3 separate regions of the Mus musculus genome follow, and regions 2 and 3 are each linked to region 1. The links are chromatin contacts, called in public HiChIP or PLAC-seq maps. All regions are on one chromosome and are shown on one strand. Each heading gives the region's core, a stretch centred on a gene start, on an enhancer-like site or on the middle of the called end of the contact. The rest is flanking DNA. Distances are from core to core; before and after follow the strand shown. Region 1 holds the start of Ola1 (Obg-like ATPase 1). Region 2 has its middle 16 kb from the start of Cdca7. Region 3 has its middle 58 kb from the start of Gm30069.

The links. HiChIP or PLAC-seq counts read pairs in DNA pulled down with a chosen protein or histone mark.
Region 2: a contact with region 1 is called in an H3K27ac HiChIP or PLAC-seq map of differentiating embryonic stem cells, with 4 times the contacts expected there. The contact joins the enhancer-like site here to the promoter of Ola1 in region 1. A contact is called at or near these places in 14 of 39 promoter capture datasets (the 3T3-L1 cell line, 3T3-L1-derived adipocytes, the C10 cell line and 9 more), 3 of 484 Hi-C or Micro-C datasets (the HPC-7 cell line, bone marrow-derived macrophages and embryonic stem cells), 15 of 115 datasets of contacts at active chromatin or transcription factors (bone marrow-derived macrophages, craniofacial prominence, differentiating embryonic stem cells and 11 more) and 4 of 9 other capture datasets (adipose tissue, embryonic stem cells, liver and 1 more).
Region 3: a contact with region 1 is called in an H3K4me3 HiChIP or PLAC-seq map of embryonic basal ganglia, with 5 times the contacts expected there. The contact joins the enhancer-like site here to the promoter of Ola1 in region 1. A contact is called at or near these places in 3 of 39 promoter capture datasets (cranial neural crest, hippocampal neurons and liver), 8 of 115 datasets of contacts at active chromatin or transcription factors (bone marrow-derived macrophages, embryonic basal ganglia, embryonic forebrain and 4 more) and 3 of 9 other capture datasets (adipose tissue, liver and pancreatic islet).

What each region holds. Positions count from the first base shown.
Region 1 is chr2:73,212,324-73,217,275 of GRCm38.p6, forward strand. It overlaps Ola1 (Obg-like ATPase 1), which reads right to left and starts at 2,124. Exons shown (of 11, transcript NM_025942.2): 1 at 1,963-2,124; 2 at 537-637. The coding sequence starts at 637.
Region 2 is chr2:72,489,745-72,494,696 of GRCm38.p6, forward strand. No RefSeq gene overlaps it. Among named protein-coding and RNA genes, the nearest start is that of Cdca7, 16 kb to the left of the region's middle. Within about 2 kb of position 2,102, at least 18 of the 459 cell types and tissues checked have an H3K27ac peak or open chromatin away from gene starts, as enhancers often do. A contact at or near this core is called in differentiating embryonic stem cells and trophoblast stem cells, where this site is marked.
Region 3 is chr2:72,554,418-72,559,369 of GRCm38.p6, forward strand. No RefSeq gene overlaps it. Among named protein-coding and RNA genes, the nearest start is that of Gm30069, 58 kb to the right of the region's middle. Within about 2 kb of position 2,949, at least 23 of the 459 cell types and tissues checked have an H3K27ac peak or open chromatin away from gene starts, as enhancers often do. A contact at or near this core is called in embryonic limb bud, where this site is marked.

The sequences.
Region 1 (4,952 bases), core at 874-3,373:
AGGAAGGAACCGACACTGAACATTTAAGTTACACAGTTGTAAGATTAACCCCACATAATATCTTCTATCATTGTCTTCTGTGCAACTATATGGTAGGTATGGTTAACTTTAAAGACATGATAAAATACAGTACTTTGTTTTCAGAATTCCCAAGTTTAAACACCTTTTGTGTGCACACATGCGTGGCATCCATGTGCCTGTTCAGATGTGTGCAGACACGGGTGCATGCGTGTGTGCTCATGGCAGCCCAATGCTGGGGTGAAGTGTTTTCCTCAGCTGCACACCACCTTACATATAAAGCAGGGTCTGCTGCTGAACTCGGAGCTCACCACTGTGGCTAGACTGGCTTGCCAGCTTGTTCTGTGGATTCCGTTTTGGCTTTTAAATCTGCAGAAACAGGAGCCTTTTACCTACCTTCTAACAGTATATTCAAAGCAGTTACTTCTTTCTCCAATAAAATCTTGTGAGTTTCTATTTCTATAACAGGACACAAAGTTTACAAAATCAAAATAAGAAAAGTCCCAATTTTTACTTACCCAACATTTGGCAATCCAACGATACCAATTTTCAGTGAGGTTCCAAATCTTCCAATAATTGGAGGCGGTTTAATTCCATCTCCTCCCTTTTTCGGGGGCATCTAAAATATCAAAATGAACTTTTAAGACTCCCCTATAAACAAAACACATGTCTGTATACAGAATATATTACTGGGTAGTAGACAAGAAAACCTACTGTCTGTACCAATCCACAACTAAAATATGAGCAAAACCCATACTTTTTTTGAGGGGAGGGTCTCTGTAAACAGATCTGATTCTAAAATGTGTACATGTATCACTTCTGAGTAGTCCCAGAAACACTGCAGCAGCGGGAATCAAAGATAAACTTAAAACTTAGTTCCAATCCTCCGTGCTGGCTGCCGACAACCGCCTTCTTAACCTGTCATAGTATTTGAAGGAAAGCATTTGGAAGGAGAAGAGACACAAGTCTAAGGAAGCCCATTACAGAAACACCAGCAACCATGTCACCTCTCGCCAATCATTCCTCCACCGCTTGGAACCCGCCTCTCTCCACAACTCAGCGTTCACCACACTGATGGTCACTACTAGGCCTGGAGGTCCTTCGAAGCCAGACCTTTTTGCCTTTGACACTGTAGGTAAGCTTACCGTCAGTCCTTATTAAACAGTTTTTGAAACCCACACTCTACACTGGATACTTTGAAGGCACTCACCTTGTCGTTCCTTTTCAAGATCCAACCTAGAGCTTTCATGTATGCTAAAAGCAAGCGCTCTACCAGTAGGCTATATACAGCCCTATTTCAAATACCTTTTGATTGACAAGTCCAAACTTTCTGTCTTTTCTTGTCCTGGCTCCAAGGTCCACTGTGCAAAATTGATCTCACTTTTAACACTGCAACAGGAACCTACGAGGAACTGCAACCTTGCGCGTCTTAGAACCTGGAAACTAAAACTGTCCCTGCCTTCTGGCTGGTTGGACCTCCTAGAGCCACGCTGCTCCTCCCTCCTTCTCCCCACTCCGCCTGCTCCAGAAGTGATACTCCAACCTGTAATCCCAGACCGGGAGGCCAAGGATCTCCCATTTTGGGGATCCTGACACCTGTTCCGGGCCTCCAATGAACAGCTGCATGGGGAGAGCCCGTCCAGTCCTGGAGCCTACAAGGGGTGACCTACAAGGGGTGCCCCCGCAGTCCAGCCAAGCAGGACCTCCGCACACCACCCTTCCCCTCCTGACCCGGCATTGGCGTCCCGCCCTGAGGCAAGACTTTCCCCCAGACTGCGGCGAGAGCCAATCTCGTGGCCGCGCGGCCTAGTCCGAGGGCGCCTCATTCATCCACATGCCCCAAGCTGTCCGCTGCCCTCAGCCCGTCCCGGCGGCCGGTCTCCGGCCTAGCGCCAGCCTCGGAACCACTGGCCCGGGAGCCCACGGGCTCCTTCGGGGACTCACCGTGCACCGGGCTAACGATCGCACGGGGTCCCGGACTGCAAAGACCGGTGTCGCCGGCAGCCGGAGGTGGGGAAGAAGGCGGAGAGAGCGCAAGCCCGGCCCTCCGCCGAGCCGCACGCACGACGGCAGAGGCGACGGAACGGGCGGGCCGGGGCGGCACCTGTGCGCAGGCCACGCCCCCACAGGGTCACGCCCATTGGCCCGGATGCCCGGGCCCGGATGGGCGGGGCCTACGAGGAGGAGGGCGCTCAGCAGCACCGGGTTTCTGCGTCTCTCTACACGTGGGCTTCCACCGAGCCTCCAGGTTTCTTTCAGCTCCACTGCTCCGGTTCCGGGCTCCTGCTTCGTCTGGGATCTATCTTGTCCCTGACTGATCGTGCCCAGATCAGCCTTTGCTACCTGCACGGAGCCGCCCTTCTCCCCTTTCCAGTAACTTCTTTCAGATGGGTTAACGATGAGAAGCCATTAAACTTTCTTCAAGGGAAAAATGGACCAAGGAAAATTTCGGATCCAAGACGCACTTAACAGCCACAGAAGTGCATAAAACATTTAAAGAGTCACCATCTTCTTCCTCGTCGCCGCACATACATCCCTTTCCTCTGCGAGGTTAAGAACTATGAGAAGGAAACATGATTTCTTCCTGGTTCTAAAATGAGACTACTGCGATCCATCTCATAAGGCTATTGGTAGGATTAAATCAAATAATATGTATAAAGTCACCTTCTAACTACACTATGAGCTCCACTGGGACAAAAAGGTGTTTATTAGGTTTTCTCCAATGACTTTCAAGTATTTGTTACAGTGAATGTCCAGAAATTATAATTTTTTTTCAAACATACCAGTTGCAAATAAAAGAAAAGAGTGTGAATTGGTTGCTAATCCCCAATTTGCAGATGACAGAATAGTATCAGAAAAGTATCAGGTAAAGTTTCACAACTAAACTAGTGACAGAAGACACATGTCAAACCCTGATCTCTCTGCAAAAATCTGAGTTTTTTTTTTTAATTATGTTTATTGCCTATTGTATGTGTGCTTGTGTGGATTCGCTCTTGTATACAACAGTTCTGGTGAGGTCAAAGAACAGCTTGGAGTCAGTTCTCTCGTACTTTGCAGGTTCTGAGAATGAAACTCAGATTCGTAAGGCTTAGCAGCAAGCACCTCTCCATACTGAGCCATCTCACAGATCTAGAACTCTTCACTTTCTGTCAGAAACTTTTTGAATGGTGTGACTGACAAGCAGCAGCTGAGCCACTGTTTGTAATAAAATTGCATTAAGGTTTTTCTGTCACCCCGTGAGAGTGATCTTAGGAAAGCCTTAGAGCTCTTTTGATACATTTTAAAGACAGGGTCTTTGTCTTTAGTTTTGCTATTGGTTAAAGATTGTTACTGTCAAAGCAGTCACGTAAGTCCTTACTTTCTACAGTTACTAATGCACTACACACTCAGCCTAGTATCCTTGTCATCATTGTATGTGTAAAATAGACCCCAGGGATAAGCAGTACACAGCTTGTAACCGCCATCGAGCTAACGCACATGAACAGCACAGAGGTCTGAGACATTAAAAAATAACGCTATTTTCAATTACTCTGATCCCCCCCCACACACACACACACACACATATCATGGCTTTATTATGTAGCTGTGCCTTCCTCTGCTCTCATCCCCTAGCTAACAACCAAAAGCCAACTGCAGCTCTAGACACTACTAAAATGTCAGGAGTAGAAGAGGAGGAAACATGTCATCTAGTGGACCCCTAGGAAAAACAGGCAGTGTGTCTCAGAAGCCTCTAGCTGACATCTTCTGTTTCACTGGGCAAAACTAGGTGGATCCTTCATGAGTCACAGGTGAGGGGTGTTTGGAGTGTGGCGGTGCTAGGCAACAAGATAAATGAGTTACGTGCAAGGCAGGATAGAATAAGACAACACAAGATTGTATAATTTTCTTCAGAATGACATGATTTAAAACTTGGCAATTAAGCCGGGCGTGGTGGTGCACACCTTTAATCCCAGCACTCGAGAGGCAGAGGCATTCGGATTTCTCAGTTCAAGGACAGCCAGGTCTACAAAGTGAGTTCCAGGACAGCCAGGGCTATACAGAGAAACCCTGTCTCGAAAAACCACAAAAAACAAAAAACAAACAAACAAAAAAAAACCCGTGGCAATTAGTTATTTCTGGAATTTTCCGTCTAATACTCTAATGTTGCAATTGGGCATGATATAATAAAACCATGGAAAGTAAAACCACAGGTAAGGGCATGGGGCTATAGTACTAGAATCACCATGGCCCATTTTGGGGTGTAATGGCTCAGTGGACCCAGGTTTGATTCCCAGCACCCACATGGTAGCTCAAAACTGTAACTCTGGTCCCATAGAATCCAATGCCTTCTTCTAGCCTCTGAGGGCATCAGACAGCCATATGGTGCACAGACATCAAGACATAACACCCATTTATATCAAAACAAAACTTAGGGGGGAAAATTCTTCCCTTTAAAAAATATGTATATGTTATGTATATGTTTAGGTAGGTGTGTGTATGTGTACATGTGTCTATGAAGGCCAAAGATTAGCCTCTAATGTCAGGAGTCAGCCACCTTTTTTTTTTTTTTGGACAGACTATCTTACTGGGACCTGGGGCTCACTCATCAGGCAGGGCTGGCTAACCAGTGAGCCCTGGTCTTCCTGACTCCACATTCCCACCACAGGGATTATGAACACATAACCTCCATACCTGGCTTTTTATATGGGTACTGAGGATCAGCCTCAGCCTCAGCCTTGCACATCGCATACTTCACCCAGTAAGCCACCTCCCAGCCCTTTTCTTTTAAAGACATAGTCTCACTGTTTAGACCAGGCTGGCCTCAAACTCATAGTCTACCTGCCTCGGCTACCTGAGTGTTGGGATTACAGATATGCAACACCATATTTACATACACTGCCCTCAAGCCTTGCTGTTTGTAGCACATGAACTTTCTGGCCGGAACATATCGGACC
Region 2 (4,952 bases), core at 852-3,351, 720 kb before region 1:
TATATTAATAGCTGACATTGCTACATGATATTTTCAGAATACTGAAATAAATAATATTGTGACAGAAAATAATTTAATTTTGTTGTTTCCTAGAAGTAGTGAGTCAGCTACTATGTTTGGTATAGTTGTTTGCTTGGCTTTGCTTTTCAAAACCAGGTTGGTCTTAAACTCCTGCTCCTTCTGCTCCTTCCTGGGGTTAGAGGTGTTCACTGCTGTGCCTGCCTAGATCTGTGTTTCTGTAGCCTCTTGCCTACCAGGTACATAGTAGCATGTAGTACTCACCCTGTCTTTCTCTCACTGTACCTTCCTCATTTAACTATATAGATGAGATGAGTGTAATTTCTATTACTCAAAGAATATTATTGGAGGCTGGGAAGAAGGCTCAGGTAATAAAGGTGCTTACCACCAAAGCTGACAACCTGATTTTGAGTCCTGGAACCCACATGGTAGAAAGACCCCTCCAAGTTGTCCTCTGAACCTCCATACATGTGTTGTGGCATACATTCACACATACACACACACACACACACACACACACACACACACACACTACAGAAAATTGTAGACTCCTGTAATGCTTCAGTGTATGACCATGTAATTAAATAGTAAGTTCTAGAGAAATACAACATGGAGAATGCTTTCCTCACCCACCTAGAAGACTTATGTATGAGTTTGTGATAAACAAGTCAAGTCCCCTTTCCCTGATTGCTTACAATGACAGAAATTCATATTTCTGCTTTCTTGTTTTTGTTTGGTTGCCCATATTTTAATAGGCCTCAAGTTCATCTTTCAAGCTGAGTAGCTGTAATTCTTTCTTCTCCTTCTTCCTCTTCTTCCTCTTCTTCCTCTTCTTCCTCTTCTTCCTCTTCTTCCTCTTCTTCCTCTTCCTCTTCCTCTTCCTCTTCCTCTTCTTCTTCTTCTTCTTCTTCTTCTTCTTCTTTTCATTCTCCTCCTCCTCCTCCTCCTCCTCCTCCTCCTCCTCCTCCTCCTCCTCCTCCTCCTTCTCCTCCTCCTCCTCTTCTTCCTCCTCCATCCAGTATGGCTTTCGAGTAGTAATGACTGACTGTCTCTGGTTCTTTCCTGGGCTCCCCAGACAGGACCATTTTAAGTATTGTGGCGCTTAAGGAGGAAAATATGTAAATAAAATTCCTTTATGCAAATGCTTTCAGCAAATCTCATTGCCAGCCAAATTCTTGTAAATCACGATAAACAGATGCTACTGAATGAAATGACTAAGTGAAATTAGGAAGATAGATCTATTTATCTTATTTTTCAGTGTTAGGGAGGGAGAAAAAGATATTAACTAAATTTCCTTTGCCTGCATGATGATTAGGGCAGACACCAAGAACCCTATTAATTGATTTCAGCAGGCGCAATGAGAGGACCAGTTGGAGAGCTACCCCGGAGAGCAAGGTTTCTGTGGCAATTTAGTTTTGTTTTTTACATAGAACCAGGCTTCAGAAGCCATCTAACTAGCGTCAAGGTTACTGGGTCTCTGGTTTGTGTCTACCATTTTGCTACTCTGTTTTTCTTAAGTTAAAAAAACAAAAACAACAACAACAACAACAACAACAAAAAAAAACTTGAAATAAAATTTACCATTTCAAAATGTAGAATTTGTTGGCTTCCAGTGTGTTCAGGGTGCTGTACGTGTAACCGTGTAACCGCTCTGGCTGTAACTGCAGACCATCCTTACCTCACTCCCACAAGTCTCTCACTCTAAAGACTAACCCCTTCCCTGCCTCCCTCGGCCCACCCCACCTCCGTCCTCCCTCTCCAAGCTCCTGAGCCCATCTGCTTTCTAGACTTGCCAGTTCTGGATGTTTGACATGCATATTCTGTTGTGTTCCGCTTGGGTTTCTGTTGCTGGGGTAAGCATCATGATTAAAAGGACCTTGGGGCAGAAAGGGTTTATTTTGTTTACATGTCCTGCTCCATTACAGTCCAACATTGAGGAAAATAAAGCCAGGAACCAAGGAGGGGAGACAAGCTTACTGGTTTGCCCCAGGGGCTTGTACAACTCACTTTCCTGTCCAATACAGGAATACCTGCTAGGGGTGTGTGTCACTGCCACCGAGGGCTGGGCCCTCCCACATCAGTCATTAACCAGAACTTGCCCTGCAGACGTGCTCACCAGCCAATCAGAAAATGCCCTGCCGCAGGCTCATCAGCTAATCCACCGGAAGCAGTTCCACAGTTAAATTCCTGCTTTCCAGAAGTCTATCACCTAGTGTCTGCCCTGTTTCTCAGGCTTACGGGTGCTGTAGAACGCATCACGTTTCCTACTTCTGCTTAAATGATGTTCTTGGCCTGGTGTGCTGGCGCATGCCTTTAATCCCAGCACTCTGGAAACGGAGGCAAGCAGATCTCTGAGTTCAAGTCCAGCTTGGTCTACAGAGCAAGTTCCAGGACAGCCGGGACTACACAGAGAACCCCTGTCTCAAAAAACAAAATCAAACCAAAAAGAAACAAAGACGTTATTTCAAAGATGTTTAAATTTTATGTATGAGTGTTTCCCTATATATATGTAAGTTCACTGTATGCATACAATGTTCATAACAGAAACCCAATTAGGACATAAGCCTCGCTTCATATGCAAGTTACATTTTAAATTTTTTATTTTATTTTTTTGTTCCATTTATTTTGAAGGCTATAAATGTCTCTTAATTCCTTATTATAGGAAAATGGGACTTCATAATTGAAGTCACCCATAAGCCTACCACTCGCCAATTGCTACAGTTCGAGTTTGGCTTCTTGGGCTGAAGATAACGTTTACTACTGTATTAAGCGACATAATTACATTGGCTTTCCTTCAGTTAGGCATCTCAGCCTTTAGCCTCAAAGGAGAGTATCACCATGGATGGTATTCTCTATTTAAGACAAAAATGATTTAATCATATTATTTTATGTTTGAGTGCCTGTATACATTTAAGTGTAACTGTAAATATATTATTTCTGCTTTACCTACACAGATGTATGTATACAGGAATGGGTGGGGAGACCACAGGACAACTTGTGGGAACTGGTTCTCTCCTACGCACGGGTCCTTAGGTTTGAAGTCGAGTTGTCAGGTTTTATGGCAAGTGCCTTTACCCATCTCACTGGCTCAGTTTTCTATTTGAACAGTACAGTGATTATTCAAAGCTGTATCACTCTTTATGTGTGTGATAGTTGGGAACAAACCCGCTGTTTCTTATAAGCTAGGCAGGTGTTTTCTCACTGAGCTACACCAGAGACTTGTGAATTAAAGTTTTCTTCTCCCTTCTTAGAAACTTCAGCTCTTCTCCCAGGTTTACAGTTCACCTTTCCCTCCTAACACTTTACCCTCTTGCCATTCAGTCCAGGTCTCTCATCTGTGTATCGCTTCTCGGTCATTCCACTTTGCCTGGAATCCTCTTCTCGAGAAGGCACACTTGTCCCCGTTTTGTGCTGCACACTTGTCTTGCCGGGGTGACGTAATGGTTAGTATTCTTTGTCAACCTGATAAGATCTAGCGTCACGGAGGAGACGTTCCGCTGCTGGGCATGCGCAAACACTGATCAGGATGGCTGACCAGGTGCCTCAGTTTCCTGCGGCCATCCTCTCCCTGCTGTGAACTACCCGGGACTGTGAGCTTCCTTAAGCTGCTGTTGTTAGGGTCTTTTGTGATAGCCACAGGAAAGGTAACTAATAGCCATCGTTCTCTAATGTTCATTTCCCTTCTGCTGGTTTCCTCTCTCGTTTTACTGAAGACTTCCTCCGGCAGTTTCCCCCAGAAAGAGTAGGAGAGACATCCTTGCATGCATTGGAAATTATTTTGTTTACAAACCTGATTAGTAGCTTGGATGGAATGAGGATTTGAAGTAGAATTGTTTCTCTTGGTTTTCCTGCTTGCGTTCTTCGGCACCCAGAATCTATTCTGGGTGGCTAAAGAAAGATGCTTCTGGTGTCAGCATGTATTTTTCTCTTGATGCTTTTGAGATTTGATTTTTCTGAGTACTGAAACTTCACAATGAAGCATCTTGGTGGCTTTTGCTTTGCTGGCCCCCTCCCCTGTTTATTCTGACCAACACTCTTCAGTTAAAATTATCCTATTCCGGCCAGGCATAATGGTACCTGCCTTTTATCCCAGCACTGGGAAGCAGGTGGATCTATGCGAGTTTGGGGAGTGAGTTAGTTCCAGGATATCCAGAGCTGCACAGAGAAACCTTGTTTTGAAAAACCAAAACCAAAACCAAGTCCTACTTTTCTAGGGAAAATTTTCTATTATTAAATATAACTTACTTCCCTCAATTTTGTTGTTACTTATGTGTGTGTATGTGTGTGTGTGTGTGGTTTTATTCTCTCTTTCCTATGTTCCAGATCTTCTGTATGGATTCCATGTTTTCATCTCTTTCATTCATGTAGACTCCTACATCTAGTGAGGTTGCAAATCCTTAACCTAGGTTCAATCATGTAGAATTGCTATTTATGTACAACAACATGATCAAATACCAGGAATTTCATATAATTCAATTAACACTGTTTTTTAGTAATATTTTTAACTTTCAAGAGTCCCTTCTTGTCCTGTCATTATTCATTTTCCATAGAATCTATTTTAAATTTCTTTAAGAATACTCTTAAAAGAAAAAGTCTTTTCAGGCTGGCAAGATGGCTTAGCAGGTAAGAGTACTGACTGCTCTACCGAAGGTCCTGAGTTCAAATCCCACAACCATACGGTGGCTCACAACCACCCGTATTGAGATCTGATGCCCTCTTCTGGTGCGTCTGAAGACAGCTACAATGTACTTATGTATAATAATAAATAAATCTTTGGGCCCGAGGGAGCAGAGTTGACCGGAGTGAGCAGGGTTGACTGGAGCAAACAGAGGTCCTAAAAAAATTCCATGAAGGCTCACAACCATCTGACCCATCTGTATAGCTACGGTGTACTCATATATATAACACTAAATAAAAAAAAAATTACTCTTTTC
Region 3 (4,952 bases), core at 1,699-4,198, 660 kb before region 1:
GAGATGGCTTCTCGGTTAAGAGCACTGGCTATTCTTCCAGAGGAACCAGTCCTAATTCCCAGCAACCATAATGGCAGCTCACAACTGTCTCTAACTCCAGTTCCAGGCATCCAACATGCTCACACAGACATACATGCAGGCAAAAACCCCAAGACACAGTAAAACAAAACAAAACCAAAGACAGACAAACAAACAGTGGAATAAAAAAGGCTCAGAAGGAAAATCATGATGAAATAAGAAAGAAGAGAGAGAACAGAAGGCGGGGATACTGAAAAGGATGAGGCAAGGCTTGGCCTCAGTGGGAGAACGGTTAGCCTGGATAAGGCCCTGGTTCAATGCCCAGAAAACCACGAGACACAAAGGACAGAATGTTTGTGAAGAGAAGGCCAAGAAGAAGGAGAGAAAAGTGGACAGAGGCAAAAGAGGGCACAGAGACATTTTAAAGCAAACCATGTCTTCAGAAGGGTAACGTATCAAAATATTTTTAAGTACAAGGAATAAACAAGTTAAGAAAGACATCCTCACAGGAAATCAGCCTTAATTGCTCAATTCCCCAGAGCAGCCGAGATGGCAATGCTCTGTGACACTGAGATGGCTGGGTCCTGTCGCCAAGAAAGTGTAGCAGCGTGTGCTACACGGTCTTTTTGACACTTCCATTTGCTATGAAATTTCTCAGAATAAACAGCACATGTATTTTAGTAAAGACAGAGACTACGCATTTCCAAGGGGTGGGGTGGAGGTACTTGCAGGTGGCTTACTAAGAACAGCATGGGTTCTCACCCAACCAGAACCTGGGTGGCAAAGGAGACAGTGTTCTAGGTCCAAAACTATCAAGGAGAGATGGCCTCCCTTCAGAGTCCTCAGAGACTGGTTTCCATTACGACCGGTTCAATCTGCCAGAAAGGCAGGAACCATGGGGACGGTTGGGAGAACCCCACCCTCTCTGGGCTTAGGGTGTGCTGGCTCTGGAGAAGTTCTTACAAGTTATTTGGTTTGGGTCTTTCACCTTAGGAGTTCCTTTTAGCTAATGAAAGACAGCCAGGCTTGGGCAAGGCATCTCTACTCTACTCTCTTGAAAGAATGAAGCCCACTGCTGTCCCTCTGCTGTTTCCTCCTGGTCTATTTGGAAGCTGGCAAACGGATTTGATAAAAGTGACAGGCTTATCAGGTTAAGATAGTAATTTACTTCCACTGCTTTGAGAGGCACCAGCGACTAGCAGTAAGAAGAAATATATCTACCCTGGTGGACACATTTCAATTCATTAGGTTTCCCGGCTTTCATCCAAGACAGACTTTTTCTTCTTAGCCGATAAATCTGTTTGGTTTTTACTTCACATGGCACTAAACAAGCACACATCCATTTATACTCTAACAATATCCAGTCTGATTAATCGGTTTAATTAGCAGTGGGTTGATGCTTTCTTGGCCCACTGCAAGTCCAGTTACCAAAAAAAAAAAAAAAAAAAAAGAAAAAAAGGCAAAGCAACCAAGAGGGGCTGTTTGTAAAAACACATGCCTGCAACAACTGCAGGGGACCGGGGAGAGACATTCTCCCAACAAATGTTAGCCCTGGGCAAAAAAAAAAAAAAAAAAAATTTTTTTTTTGAGTACACACAAAAGATTAAATTAACAATAGATGAATGGCAGATAGGAACTGCCAGTGACCAGACTTTCTTAGGAGCCAACCTTTAACAACACGGATTATTTCGGATAATTCATGGTTTGCCATTTTTTATTCTTTGTCTCCTCTGTAATATCCAGGGCACATCTTAGACAGATAATTAGGGCATTATCATATTCCTTAACTAAGTCAGACAAATTGCACCATGCTTTGCCGCAAACCAACCTACAGTTCCACATTAGCATTGTCTAATTGTTCCAAATAAAGTCCTCGACTTCTCCCCCCCCCCCCCATTGCATCAACTTTATTTGTCAATAATACTCAGGCGAGAGTGAGCATTCCCTTTTGTGGAGGATTTTCTTGAATGTGCTAGCCACTAGGTAATCTTACAGTTAATACAGGCCACAGCATGGTAAAATGGGAGAAAATATAAAGGTCAAAACCAGGTTTCTAACATGAAAAAAAGTGAATGATAATGACATAATTTTTTTTCAGCTCATCAGGCTCTTGGCTAAGTGCTGCTGTTATTGCCAGATCAGTAGTGTCTGACAAAGAAAGGCTTTCTGCAGGCTGCTTCATTAGTCTGCCCTGTCGGACCTCACCTCCAGACCTTTTACTAATCTGTTGGCCAGCTCAATGGTCTTGTTAGTTTTATTCACTTGTTCCTGACAGCGGCTTGTCTCAGCTGTAGCCCTCCCAGAGGCCGGTGGTGAGAACAGCCAGGTTTGTGTCTAGTACCTTTAAATAAAAACAGTGAGAGACAACTTTGGATATTGTCAGAACAAGTCAAAAAAAAAATCGCTGCTGACTTATTTTATGTTGCGGAAAGTTAAATTATACCGTGGGCCCAGAAGTAAACGGGACTGCATTGGGAGACGATGCCAATTCACACAATGAGAAGGTGCAGGAGGGAAAATGGAGGCAAAGGAGATTCGACAGTTTATGTAATTTTTGTTGTTTGTTCAAAACAGCACCAAGGGGCTGGGGGTGGGGGGTGGGAAGAGAAAGAACACAGAGACAAATTCAAAATCCTACGGGGAAATTGAGAATGTCATTTTCCCAGACCAATTACCTGAAGTCATGAAGATTTAATACAATTGATTCGTGCGTACCATTAGTGCCAATAACACACTTAATACAAAGTGTCCCAAAACATTTTGCATTGAGAGCTGACAGCAAGATAAAACTTAGGGGGTGGGAAGCTTTTAAGGTGAGATTTGAAGAGCCTGGGTGATGGATGAATCACTAAGCCCAGAGGGAGGGAGCCAGGGTGGGAGCTGCTGGGCTTGGGCCAGCCAGGGCAGAATTTCCAGCTGTGGAAGTAATGGAGAAAGCAAGCCAAGGAGATTGGGGGCTCCCTGAGCTGGCTGCAATGACAGAGGCACTAAGGGTAAGTGGAAGGAACGGGTAGGAAAATGAAGGTCTCGCTCCTGCAGACATGCTGGGGACTTAGCTGTTTGTCAGAGGAATGAGGAGTGGGGAGAAGACAGAGATTTGGAGCAGCATTCAAGAACAATCATCGTTCGAGCAGTCTCTCTCTCTGTGTGTGTGTTTCTGATTTGCTGTTCTTTTTCAACAAATCATCTGCTCATTTAATGCTCATAAAGAACTTCCTCAAAGAAAGAAAAGTGTTTACGCTTCTACTGCACACTGGGACGGCGCTGGCAGATCCGGCATTATGTAGAATTTTGCTCATGATGTATTTATGGAAAAACATTAGCACTGAAGTAATTAGATACGTAAGTTATGTGAGACTCTCAAAGTCTCTCTGGGGATGACTAAGCTAGCAGCAGCCTGTTTTATACATAGGGAAACTGAGGTCAGGGAGAAAGGAGCACAAATGGGATGCAGGCCTTTAGGAGAGCCCTCATGAACTAAGGGGAATACTTCTTAGATTGGCTGTAACTCGCCACTCAAAATTCCTCAAACCAGTAACAGCCAACCAGAGCCTTCCTCTGAGGTTTTTACAGCTTACCCACCCCCTTCTTTGCAAACAGCTGGCTTACAGTTGTGCCTTGCAAAGCCAATCTGGATTGTTAAAGCGAATAAGGAGGCTAGGTCCAATACTGCACAGTATATCAGGTTTCATACAGGGTAACACAGCGGGCAAGGTCTCGCCTTCAAGGAGACCATAAGCTCTTCTCTTCTAGACCTTTCTGACTAAATAATTTACTGGGCAAATTAAACTACTCTATCAGTTTACTAAGGCTGTTGTATGTAGCAAGGTGACATAACTCAGTGGCTTGTACATTCGACATTTATTGCCTCATTGTTCTGGAGTTACATGGACACTAATAGCCATTGGTAGAGTTGGCTCCTTCTGGGGATCGTGAGAGGAATGTGTGTCTGTGCCTCTCTCTTAGCACCTTACGACTGCTGATACTCTTGGCTGTTTCTTAGTGGATTGGAATACCTCCCTCACCTCTGCCTTCTCACGATCTTCTTGCTATTTGCTAGGCTGTCTCCAACTCCCAACCTCCTTCTTATGAACATATTGGGTTAGGGTCCTTTGTAACAATTGCCTAGTAACTTCTTCTAAAATGCAAAACTCTATACAAGCCTTGTCTTTAAACACAGTCAAAGATTGAGATATAAAGTTCGGGATTTCAGTACAGTATTTTAGAGGAACACAATCCAACCCATAATAGTTACCGGGGGTAGACATTGCTACAAAATGGAAAAGGATGGGCAGTTCAGAGATAAATGGGGTGTGGCCCCGGACCACTTGCACTTAAGTGAGAGAGATGGGCCAGCATGCAAATGAATGCAAGTTTGTTTGCTTGTTTGTTTGTTTTAAAGGGAATTTAGAGCCAAAGTTGGCCATGCTGAATCCAAGGGACTGAACAACCCAGAGCGTGTGTTCTATGGAGAGGCTGCAGGGGTCGGTGATCCAGGTTTTCTTTGAAGGTCTCCCTGCTTGCCAATACTAGAGGGAAATTCTGACATGTTGCAAAAATTGTAGTGGGCTTCTGCGCAGAGGGTGTTTTGGGAGCTCAATGTCTCTCATCAGGTGTGAAGAGTGACAGACAGGTTCTGTGACTAAGCTGAGTTCCAATGCAGAGACTCTGCAGTTTGGAGGTCAGGAAGAAGGGAGAGTGTGTGTGTGTGGGGGAGGGAGTGGCGGGGGGCGGGGGGGGGGGCAGAGGCTGAGTTCCAATGCAGAGACTCTGCAGTTTGGAGGTCAGGAAGAAGGGAGAGTGTGTGTGTGTGGGAGGGAGTGGCGGGGGGGGGGGGGGGCAGAGGTGGACGTGTGTGTAGGAGGCTCGTTTCAGGAGCTTTGGGAATCCACGGGCAACTAGTGCTAAGGGCTGGGAGATGGTCCTTTGAGTGC